Regions from separate parts of the Sus scrofa genome. Here all the other regions are linked to region 3. Evidence: chromatin contacts called from public Hi-C and promoter capture Hi-C data. All regions are on one chromosome and are shown on one strand. Each heading gives the region's core, a stretch centred on a gene start, on an enhancer-like site or on the middle of the called end of the contact. The rest is flanking DNA. Distances are from core to core; before and after follow the strand shown.

The links. Promoter capture Hi-C pulls out the DNA fragments that hold promoters and counts their contacts. Hi-C and Micro-C count contacts between places; a contact is called where the count stands out from the background.
Region 1: a promoter capture Hi-C map of liver shows a contact between it and region 3, with 1.9 times the contacts expected there. The contact joins the promoter of TMEM116 here to the promoter of RAB35 in region 3. A contact is called at or near these places in 2 of 5 promoter capture datasets (fetal liver and liver), 1 of 47 Hi-C or Micro-C datasets (skeletal muscle) and 1 of 2 datasets of contacts at active chromatin or transcription factors (alveolar macrophages).
Region 2: a contact with region 3 is called in a Hi-C map of liver, with 8 times the contacts expected there. The contact joins the promoter of DYNLL1 here to the promoter of RAB35 in region 3. A contact is called at or near these places in 3 of 47 Hi-C or Micro-C datasets (liver, mesenteric adipose tissue and skeletal muscle).

Annotation. Positions count from the first base shown.
Region 1 is chr14:39,694,034-39,697,807 of Sscrofa11.1, forward strand. TMEM116 (transmembrane protein 116) reads left to right here and starts at 1,706. Exons shown (of 12, transcript XM_021074212.1): 1 at 1,706-1,727. It overlaps ERP29 (endoplasmic reticulum resident protein 29), which reads right to left and starts at 1,715. Exons shown (of 3, transcript XM_003483432.3): 1 at 1,410-1,715. The coding sequence starts at 1,553.
Region 2 is chr14:40,453,720-40,457,664 of Sscrofa11.1, forward strand. DYNLL1 (dynein light chain LC8-type 1) reads left to right here and starts at 2,235. Exons shown (of 3, transcript NM_001195114.2): 1 at 2,235-2,368; 2 at 2,577-2,714. The coding sequence starts at 2,583.
Region 3 is chr14:40,139,693-40,143,776 of Sscrofa11.1, forward strand. RAB35 (RAB35, member RAS oncogene family) reads right to left here and starts at 1,569. Exons shown (of 6, transcript NM_001243291.1): 1 at 1,390-1,569. The coding sequence starts at 1,441.

The DNA of each region.
Region 1 (3,774 bases), core at 456-2,955, 450 kb before region 3:
TGTAGGACTTAGGGTACTGTGTAAATACCCTAAGCTCAAGAGTAAAAACAGGGAGGCCACTGAGGCTATTGTGGTAGCTGTAAAGATGGAGACGCAGCAACAGTGCAGTTTCTCCCTGAGTCACACTTGGTTTGTCACGTTATCTCATTTTCACCTATGGGTGGTAGGGGTGTCACTTTGCCAATAAAGACCTCCAAAGGGCTCTGCTGTGGCGTGTGCCTGACAACCAGCCAGCCAACCTACACTTTTTTTTTTTTTCTTTTTAGGACCGCAATGCGGCATACGGAGGTTCCCAGACTAGGGGTGGAATTGGAGCTGGAGCTGCAGCTGCCGGCCTACGCCACAGCCGCAACAACACCAGATATCACGACACCAGAGCTCACTGGCAGCACTGGATCCTTACCCCACTGAGCGAGGCCAGGGATCGAACCCACATCCTCTGGGCACTAGTTGGGTTCATTATCGCTGAGCCACAATGGCAACTCCATACACCTACACTTTTACATTCTTGAAAATTTGCCTTGAATGAGTCACAGGTACCAACTTCAGGAACAGGAACCCTTTCGAAAAGGGGAAGAGTTCAATCACTTGAGATAGATAGATACTTCTTGGTTTCACTTCCCAGCAATGAGCATGGACTAAAATAAAACGCCTGGTTCTCTCTCAACACTTAGCTCGCCCGTCTCACAGGTGAAGTTAAGGTGCCAGTGGGTGAAGAAAGGTGAAAGATCAGGGGACTGGGACTGCATTCAGCTTTCCATATTTCCACCTTCCACGTACCGAGGCCAGGACCCCAATTCTGTGAATACGGAGGTGGGGATTGTAGCTAATCCTTCCAAGTCTTGACCCGATTTTGCCACCAGGCCCAAGACATTCACTACAGAGTGGTTGAACTGAAGCTTATTCTCAAAGCTTGCACTTTTTATGGAGAGGCAGAATATCTGGACAGTGGCTGAAATCCATGCCAAGGAAAGAGGGGCGCTGAAGTGCAGGTTAACAAGCAGGGTTTCCACCCCTGCCCAACACAGTGGCGTCCGCTTCGAACTGCCCTCCAGGTTTCTCTACTTTGGACCCGAGGATTGGGCTCACCTGGCACCTCCCTCTTCCCACAGGTGATGGGAAGGGGCACCCTGCTCCCTCAGCTCCATTTCTGCAGTTCTTTTGCAAAGGAGGAAGCAAGTATAAATATTGCAAAGGCAAAGGTGCGTGGTGACCATGGATCATGCATGCTCCAAGGCCAAGATACGGCCTCGGCCCAAAGTCCACCAGCCCTGCAAGGCGGTGGGAACCCACGAGATCATTGCTACAGACCACCTCCCGCCAGCTAGCTGTACCCAGCGTCCCCCACGGGTGGGCGCTGCCCTAGGAGCTCTGGCTGCACCTGCGCGCGATGTCCCCCGCCGCGTTACCTTGTAGAAAGTAATTGTATCCAGGGGAAGGGCGCCCTTGGTGTGCAGGCCGCTGCCGCCTTGCGGAGCAGAGAGAAACAGGAGGAACAGGAGAAGGGGAAAGAGTGGAGAGAGACAAGCAGCGTGGGGAATGGCGGAAGCCATAACGCCTTATTCTGGCAGTAGCTGCTGAAGCAGAGGAAGCGTGGAGTCGGGAGTCACGTGTCTAGGAGGGCCGACTCCGGCGCGCGTACGTGTACTAGCCGGCAGGCTCTCGGCGGCCTAGGGTGAGAGGGTGGGGCCTCGTGAGGGGAGAGGGGGGAAATGGAGCTGCTGCGCGTGCGTACTCGGCGAAAGCCAGCTGGGGCCTAGGGTGATTGGGCGGGGCCAAGTGGCGGGGAGGGGGTTGATAGTGTGGGGCGTGTGGGGGAGGGGCCGGAGGAGGAGGGGGCGTGTGGGGGAGGGGCCGGAGGAGGAGGGGGCGTGTGGGGGAGGGGGCGGAGGAGGAGGGGAGGGAGGAGGAGGGGGCGGAGGAGGAGGGGGCGGAAGGACTGCCGCGCACGCGCTCTCTGCGAGGCTTTCAGCTGGCCTGCCCCTTTCCCGTCATCCTCCGCCAGAGGAGTGGCGCGAAGCGCGTGCTCGGCGTTTTTATGGCCCTTGGGTCGCGTCTTTCCTTCTCTTCGAAGATGACGAAGCCGGCCAGCATTTCTTCTTGCCTTTGGTTGGGATGTGCTACTACCTTTGGTTAGTCTGTCAGGCCGTCTGACTGTGCTACTGCCTCTTAGTTGGCACGATATTATGTTCATTCAGTCGTATTCGGCTCCCACCCTTAGGCGGTAGCTGAGCTGGTGTGTGAGACGAGGCTCTTGTCAGTTTGGCTGTCAGGGCCTCCCCTACCCCTGACCAGCCCTATATGAGGCTTACTCTGTGGTGCGTGCTTCACCAGGGAGGCTCCAGGCTCATAAAAATAGGCTTCCCTTATTTTTAAAGTCCTAATAATTCTGTTGAACAGGTGTTTGTTCAGCATATAGTTTATACTAGATCCCAGGTTTGCTTGCAGGAATGCAGAATGGAGATGAATGAGACCGAACTCTGTACTGAACGAACTCAGTGGTGGGGCAGGAGGAGTCATGGAAATAGTAATAGAAACGTTACAGTGTAATTGGTAGAAAATAAGACTGTATTACAGGCTCATGAAAGCATAAATGGTAATTCAGTCAGTCCCGCTCAGTAGTGTTAGGGAAAGTAATAGACAGGAGGTGACTTTTGAGCTGGATCTAGAAAGAAGAGGAGGTGTTTACTTACAAGGCAAATAGCAGATGATGGTTCTAATAAGGGGGGGGGGACATGATGAATCTGTGAATGAACTGAGGCACGTGGTGAAGGGTCTCATCAAGCGAAAGGGTTTGGAGCCATCAGAGGTTTTAACCAGAAGAATGACTTTAGATTTGCTGTTACTTGGGAATAAAGAAGATGGATGTGAAAAGAAGGGAATAAATTGTGTAATACTTTATAAGGAATTTAGCACCAAGTAAACCATTACATGTGTCTAGTAAATGTGCTTTAGAGAGGTTCAGAAAAATTTATTGGAGTTTGCACTAATAAATTATTAAAGTAAGACACATAGACAAATGATAGAAGTTAGAGGAGGGGATAATCACTGTGAGCTAAGATGGTTAAAGAAGGCTTCATGAAGGTGGAAATGGAGTTAAGCCTTGGAAAGAAGATCGTTTTGGGTGGAGAACAAGTAAAAAGGAGCAGAAGTGGAAATCATCATGATACTTTGGGGGAATGATCAGCTTGGCTTGAGGGAGTTCTCAAAACAGTAGGTAGTAAGACAGTTTTAAGCCCAAGTAGGAAAAAATCTTGAAAATGAAACTAATTTATGTTTTGCCTTGAAGTCAATAAGGAGCTATTATCCATTTTGAGTATATAAAATGCTTTGAGTACATCTATTTAGTATGATCGATCAGGAGGGACTTTCTAGTCATGACTAGTTTATTTATTTTGCTTTTTAGGGCTGAACCTGCAGCATTATGGAGGTTCCCAAGCTGGGGTCAAATCGGACCTACAGCTGCCGGCCACGGCCACAGCCACAGCAACTCAGGATCCAAGCCTAGTCTGTGACCTACGCCACAGCTCACAGCAACGCCAGATCCTTAACACACTGAGCAAGGCCAGGGATCAAACCCACAACGTAATGGTTCGTAGTCAGATTCATTTCTGCCGTGCCATGACTGGAGCTCCTAGTCATGACTAGTTTAGAAGTAGGTTTTGAAAAAGTGAAAGAAGTGGATTGGTTGGAGAGGGAAGGGAAATACTGGTACATTTGCTAGGAATTGCAAAAACACAGTAATTGTTTCAATTCTTCCCCCCCCTTTTTTTG
Region 2 (3,945 bases), core at 985-3,484, 310 kb after region 3:
GACAAAAGACAAAAAAAAAAAAAAAAAAAAAAAGAAGGTGAGTAGAGATGGTTCTTTAGGAAAGGAGGCATTTGAGCTCAAATCTAAATGAGCAGATGTTATGCCAAGAGGGAGGTGGGAGGATAGGGGTCCCAGTCACAGCTGCTATGAGGAATAACTGACTGAATGAGAAGCACTTGGCCGTAAGCAACCACTCAGTACACAGCTGCCGTTCTTATGACCTCATCCCCTTTAAATACTCTCAGCTCCTATTCAAACAAGGAGAAGCTGGCCAAGCCATAGATCAGAGGGATTTTATATTTTTCCATATATATATATATATATATATATATATATATATATACATGAAAAGTAAAGGCCTGTCTGGCATCACATCAGATTCCATAGCTCTGAACCATACGCACAAGTCAGGTAGGAGCACTAACCCAGCCATCCAACTTCTTCCTCAGGAGTGACGCATAGAACTACTTTCAACTTCTTCTTCAGGAGTGACCCATCCTTTAACTCCTCAAATCCATAATTCCACTACTGGAAACCTGAAATTGGGAAGAGCCTCTTAATTTGATTTTACTGATATGCATAAATTGTACCTGAGTTTCTGTTATTCCCATCTGTGTGCCTCTGATCAAATTGTAAGTCTCTGGGTTAATGAGACTGAGTGGTCAAGTAGAAACAGGCAAAAATGTAAACAAAGCTTCTGATTGCGTTATTAAATTGATAACTTGTTTACGGAAGTTCTAAAACACATTAAAGGTGGAATTCTCTTTGTGAACCCAACTAGTATCCATGAGGATGTGGGTTTGATCCCTGGCCTTGCTTGGTAGGTTAAAGATCTGGCGATGTGGTGAGCTGTGGTGTGTGTTGCAGACTTGGCTCGGATCCCAAGTTGCTGTGGCTGTTGTGTAGGCTGGCAGCTGTAGCTCCAATTTGACCCCTAGCCCGGGAACTTCCATGTGCCGCAGGTGAAGCCCTAAAAAGCAAGAAAACCAAAAGAACAAAAAGCAAACGACCCCCTCCCCCCCATTTTAGGCATTTAAGTGTTGGTTGTTGAAAACCTTGCCCTTGCCGTAACTGTTCCATAAGCTGACAGTTACTGGTGAGATTCTTCCAACCCTTACTATGTGCCCCAAGTAGTGCTAAGAATTTCAAATGCATTAGTTTATTTAATATTCTCAACAAGCATATTAAGTGGTTTCCTTTTATATTTAGTCCCCCTTTTCCGATTAGAAAACTGAGGTTCAAACAGCTAGTAAATGACTGACCCTGCTCCCCAATCCCCCCTTGCTTTTTCTAACCACTTAAGCAGTTAGTCTTCCTAAACTAGAGAAAATACCTCTGAGGGATGCCTTTCTATCCACTTTGGCCCCAGAGATAAATCTCCACCAAGAAACTCCCACAGGAAAGATGGCCTCATCTGAGCAAGATGCCCCACCCTTGACACACACACTCAGGATTAACACTTCCAAATCCATTGGGAAGGTCCTCCATCCCCTTAAAAGGAAGTTAGCATTGCCCAGCAGGGAGGCCCCACTCTTGCGGATAATCTCTTAATTCACAAGGAAACCCTCTCTCATTCTTCAGGACTTCCAAACCACAACCCCCCACTGCCGCCATGTTTCAGAGTAAGTCTGGCTGGCCCAATGCAATATGAAAATGTGGCGTCCCTTTTTAAGACAAATTAATAAGAATTTCAAGAATGAGATCACAGAGCATAAAACCAAACCCCGAGGCTCCTCTTCTGCGACTGCACTGGTCACTTCCCCACGAAGCCGGCCCTGCCTCCCCTCACAGATACCTTTTCAATGAAGGGAATCGCTACCTCAGAATCGGAAAATCCTTTTGACGTGGGGTGGAGGTAGGGAGGAATGTAGGATACCCAACTTCCCAAGACTATCCTTATTGGAGAACACACCCTGGGACAACCTCTGTAAATTGAGAATCACTTCTCTTGGTTTGGGAGGACAACCCCTTCGACTACCCTAGCCGCTGGGTGGTCCTCGCTACTCAGCCACTGCACCACCTTAGGGGTGTTTGGGCCCGCACCGCGTGTGGCCCATTGCCGGGGCAACGGACGCCGAGAGCGGTGCATTGTGGTCTGCAACAAAATGCAGGAGAAAGATCCTGAGGGAACCATTCAGTCCCTGGGCCAATGGGAGAGTCTTAGGGGCTGAGTCAAGCCAATAGGGGCGTTCGGCGGGGGGCGGGGCCGGCGGGAACAGGGCGGGGCTTAGGCACTAGGCGGCGGCGGCTGGAGTGGGGCTGCTTAGATGCGCCACGGCTTCGGTAGCGACCGCCTCTCCCGACGGGTCTGATCCTCCGCAGCCCCTCCCCCAGGAGACCGTTGCAGTCGGCCAGCCGCTGCTACTTGGTAAGGCTCGGGAGGGGGTACTCCGCTACCTGGCTTCGTCCCCCGCAGGGCTTCTTCGGTCCGCGCGGCCGGCGCTTCCTGAGAGGCGGGGTGGGGGGCGTCGTCCCGGGGTGGCGTGGGGCGGGCAGAGCGGGCCTGGGAAGCAGGCGCTTTGCAGACGCAGCCGACACCTCAATTCCTTACCCTTTGCCCGGGCCTTGCCCCCCAGGTAACCATGTGTGACCGAAAGGCCGTGATCAAAAATGCCGATATGTCGGAGGAGATGCAACAGGATTCGGTGGAGTGTGCTACTCAGGCACTGGAGAAATATAATATAGAGAAGGACATTGCGGCCCATATCAAGAAGGTGAGGACAGAGCGCGGGCTGGGGGCTCGGGGAGTTTACGCACAGCTGGGGAGAGTAACAATCTAGTTCCATCTCCTTGATCCTGCGACCCAGCACGCTGCAGAGATCCTGGGGGCACACAAGGCAGCGCGGGTATAGAGGTTTCTAGAAAAGGATGCACATGATTTTTGCGCTTCTCCTGAATATTAGACCCTGAGCGCCCGAAGTTTTTTTATTACCCAGCTCCGCGGGTAAAGCGCCACCTAGCAACGGTTTCTAGGATCAGGGAGCAGCGGCTCTCCTTTCTCCGTGATTGCTGCGCGGAGGATCCATCTGGGTGTTTGGGAGGGGGGAGCTGCGTGGGTGTTTCCAGCAGGACCGGAGGGAGATCTTGCCAACCTCCAGTGGGGAGTCAGTCGGCAGTTGAGGGGAAAGTGGGTGGTAGTGATGGTGGGGGATTGGTAAATGGCAGTCTGTAGAAAGCTGGCAGGCCTGCCAACTTCTCGAGCTCTGTTTTCTAGAAGGGAAGGAAGCTGGCAGCCTAAGCCGTGGGAGGGTTCCAGTGGGGAATGAGACGATGAAAGACTTCAGATGGAACAGAAATAAATATCTTTTGACAAAGGCAGGCATGCATTGGTCTAGTTTATAAGAATGTTTTTCCCCTTAATCTAAAAGATGTCCCTGCTGAAGTACAAGAGTAGCCAAATTTTGCCTAACTCACCAGAGACTTGTAAGACTTTCATAGAGAAAGATTAGTTTTGGCCTCTGCCTAGGGTAACCAAGTGAAAAATTAACACTCGAGGGTGGGCTCTGGAAAATTTGTGGCTGCAATTTGCTATATTTGAGAACCAGGTAGTAGATTAGCACCATCAGTATAGATGGAAGCAGAAGGGCTATTGACATTAAAAATAAAATTTGCTCAGTTGGCTGTCAGGTTCTTCATCATTCTTTATAGGGACAGTGGAGAGCCAAGTGTCTTGTCCACTTAAAATTTTAACCCACAGCGGATTAGATGCTAATTGAGGCTTTGTTGTTTAGAAGTCTTTTCACATGATCCTGGAATGAGTTACAGGGCAGTATTTTGCGCTAAATATTATTTTCTTGGACCTGGGGGTGCATGTCATACAGTAGGATAGTTATGTTAAGACACAAAAACATAAACTAGAACTGTTGATGTCACCTGCTGTTAATGAATAAGAATATTCTAGAAGTTAATGATGGTGTAATTACCACAATAACAAAGCACTATTTT
Region 3 (4,084 bases), core at 319-2,818:
CCCAATCCAGCTCCACAACAAGACCAAAACCCACCCACTTTCCTGGCCCAGCTGTCACAACACCGCCACATCAGTTACTGACAACACCTTTGATTTCCCCTCTTTCCTTAATAATCCATGAGCTCCACCACCAACCTGGCCTCTGCCTCCAGTCACATGACCTCGATGCCCACATTCAACTCAAGTCTGGTCTATAAACTTGGCACTTTCCCAAGCCTCCTTCCCCATCATAAAGTCCCAGGGCCTCAGCTACGCTCCCAGAAACCTCCTGGGGCCTGCTTCCCTGACCTCTTGGTCACCCCTTTAATAAACCTGCTTACCTGCCGCACTCCAAACACCTCTAAAAACCCTCCACCCTTTCTCAGAAACCAGACTAGCTTTTCCGAGGGTACTTGATATTCATTCATTCATTCATTCGACAAATATATATTAGGCACCTACTGGGTGCCAGGCACTGCACTAGCCACTGGAGAGTGAGCACTGCCCCAAGCTCTCTAGGAGTGTATAAACGGTCAAAGCACTTTTGTAATGTTGGCAGACCCACCTCCAATATCTGTCTAGCATCTAGTGTACAATACGTAACAGCAAACATATACTAAGAACTCACTATGTGTCAGACACTTTTCCCAACATAGTGTGTGCAATATCTCACTGAATACTCAATCAGCTCAGTGAGGCAGATCGTACTACTATTTCATTTTTACAGATGAGGAAACGGAAGCATACAGAGATAATAATTCAGCAGGAATGTGCCAGTCCTTGAGTGAAGTGCTTTACCTGTCTTACTTCATTTAAACCTCACAGGAATCTCATGAGGAAGGTTCTGGGAATATCCCCATTTTACAGAGGATGAAACTGAAGCTTCCAAAGGCTACTGATAACCACATCGATTGCTAACATCTACCTAGAGCTAGCTCACTCCACCAGGTCGAGTGTTAAGCACTTTTCCAGCTTTATCTCATCCAATACTCACACCACCCTACGAGGCAAGTCCCCAATTCTCAGATGAGGAAACTGAGGCTCGGAAAGGCGAAACAATTCGCCCAAGGTCAGAATGAGGAAGCTAGTAGTCCCGAGACTCGAACCTGGGTCCCTCCAACTCCAGACACCGCGCGACTTGACCAAGGTCACACGTGAGGCAGGGGCCGGCGCGACCAGTGGACCGGGAGCCCAGCCCCGAGCCCCGCGCACCCGGCCCCTCGGCTCCGTATCCCCGCGCCCCAGCCTCACCTCGGAGCCGCCCCGAGCCCCTCCGCGCGCCCCTGCAGCCGCCGGCTGCCCCACCCGCCCCGCGCGGGCCGGCACCTCCCCGCCAGTCTGCCCGCCCCGAGGCCCCTGCGGGCCGCGCCCGGCAGGGCCCACGCCGCCTCCGGCCGCCGCGGCCCTTACCGCTGTCGCCGATGATGAGCAGCTTGAAGAGGTGGTCGTAGTCCCGGGCCATGGCGGGCGGGGGAGGCGCGCGCGGGCGGGCGGGGTCGGTGCTGGCCTCGCGATCCGCAGCTCCCTCCGGGCTGCTCCGGCAGCGGCGGATCCACTTCCCGAACAAACAGCCGGAACTGACAGAAACACCTCCCTCCGCTCCCCCTCCTCCTCCTCCTCCTCTTCAGCAGCCGCCGCCGCTGCCACCGCCTCCCTCCTTCCCGCCCCGCCCCGCCACTGCGCAGGCGCAGCGCCTGTCCCCGCCTCTGCGCAGCCGCGGCCGCAGCCAGCCGCGCCCTCTCCGCGCTCACGCACTGCGCGTGCGCCCAGGCAGAGTCCCGCGGGCGAGGGCTGGCCTTTCCTGCGTCTTTTCGCCGATCACAGCAGCCGCCGCCGCCCGCAGCCCGCAGCCCGCGGCCTGGAGGGTTCGGAGAGCAGAGCTGCGGTGGAACCCTAATTGGAAGAAGCCTAGAATGAGGAAGAAGTCCGGCCGTGGCCCGGAAAAGACCCGCTCCTTCATCTTCAAGACCCGCAAGCGCTGCGGAGAGGAAAAGACTGGCAGTGACCGCTGGGGCGGGGCTTACGCCGAGCTCCCGGTTTCTCGGGGCTGGGGACTCGGACACTCCGCCCCCTTCTGCGTGGACGCCGCCTCCGGGGTGCTAGCTCCGGCCCCCTACCGTCTCCCGAGCCTATGGACAGGACGCCGAGGCGGCTGGAGGCTGCGGTGTGTACAGGACCGGAGTCGCCCGCTGGGGAGTAACGTGTTAGGTGTATGGCTTTGACGTCAGTGCTGGGGAGAAGTCCCATCCTAGCCCAGAGACCTATTGGAGCTTGAGTTGCCTTGTTGATAAAACGGGGTGGGTGATACCAGATTCAGGGTCCTGTCCAACATGACGTTGAGCCTGGGAGGTGACGAACCCCGCAGATCGACAGCAGCAGCTCCTGCAGCTTCAATTTCACACCATCTACAGATACACCACTTTTCCAAATCACGTGGTAGGAAGACCTGGGTTGCAGAAGTTAAGCGGTATTCGGTTTATCATCAGACCCAGTTTTTTTCCGGTTGTAGAGTAAGTTCCCACCTGCACTAAAAGTAGAATGCGCCTCTTGCCATCCTCATTTACAGAACTGAAGAGAAAAAAATTTGTTACAAGTTCTGTATGTCCCTCTCACTTTCTAGTGAAGTACCTTTTATATATTTCTACTTGCTTTCTCAAACTTCCTTTTACCTTGACTTTATACAAAGTAATTCTCTTGGTTTTTAAATATATACAGAAGGTTACCAAAAAGTACAAATTACTGCTTTTCCCTCAGACCCATTCCTCACATGTAAACAAACCCTGTTAATAAATTTATTAAAAGTTAAATGTTTTAAGTTTAACAAATATTTGTTGAATGAATAAATGTCCTTCAATTAATTTCCTTTGCCTGTGCATACACTTAAATTGCTTTTTCTCTTTAACAACATACTTGGGCCTTCTGTCATCACAGCTGCATGGGTATGACACTCCATCATATATATATGGTGATACTGGAGTTCCCATTGTGTCAGTGGTAACAAATCCAACTAGTATCCATGAGGAAGAGGGTTCGATCCCTGGCCTCGCTCAGTGGGTTAATGATCCGGTGTTGCGGTGAGCTGTGGTGTAGGACTCAGCTTGGATCTGATGTTGCTGTGGCTGTGGTTTTGCCAGGCAGCCAAAGCTCCGATTTGATCCCTAGCCTGGGAACCTCCATATGCTGCTGCGGATGCAGCCCTCAAATAAAAAGACAAAAAAAAAAAATGTGTGTGTGTGTGTGTGTGTGTGTGTGTGTGGTGGTACTATTGAACTACTCCTGCTGTTGATAGGCGTTCATGTTATAATTTCTTGTTGTCATAAACAATGTTACAGAGAAGATCCTTGAACAATATATGGAGTGTCTGACTCAAGCTTTGAGTTGTTTTTCCAGGAACTGAGATGGCAGAAGAACAGGGACTTGGGATCTGAAGGTACCAGCTGGGAGGGCAGCTCATATAACCACTGACAAAAATGGTCCTTCTTTGCTGGGAAAGGTTAGTGGGATCCCCTGTTGATCCAACAGTTTTAAGAAATAAAGGGAAGAAAGAAGCCTCAGAGTGTTCCCCCAGGCAAGCACGCTCCATCCTGACCATACAGTGAGGCAGGAAGTCACTCTAGATCATCTCCTCAACCTGCTCTGGAGTCAGAGAGACTTTGCTTCAAATGCTAGCTTTGAAATCCTGGCTCCTTCCCTTAAAAGCTTGGAGATTTTGGAATAGTCACATCATAATGTCTCAGAGCCCCCAGTTTCCTCAGAGGAGTTGTGAGAATTAGAGATATGTCTGCAAATTACCTGGCATAGGCATCTGATAAATTGTAACCAATGCTATTAAGCCAAGGTCATCTTGCACTGACTCATTCATGCTTTCTGCCATTTCCTGCTGCAGACTCCAGCACACATGCCCAGGGCAGCCGCATGATATCATGCCTACAGGATACTTTTGAGAAGAAGAACAGAACTGGCCATTTTACTTTTGTTTGTTTTTTTAGGGCCACACCTGTGGCATATGGAGGTTCCCAGGCTAGGGGTCTAATCGGAGCTATAGCTGCTGCCTACTACACAGCCACAACAAAGCCAGATCCAAGCCCAGTTTGCGACCTACACC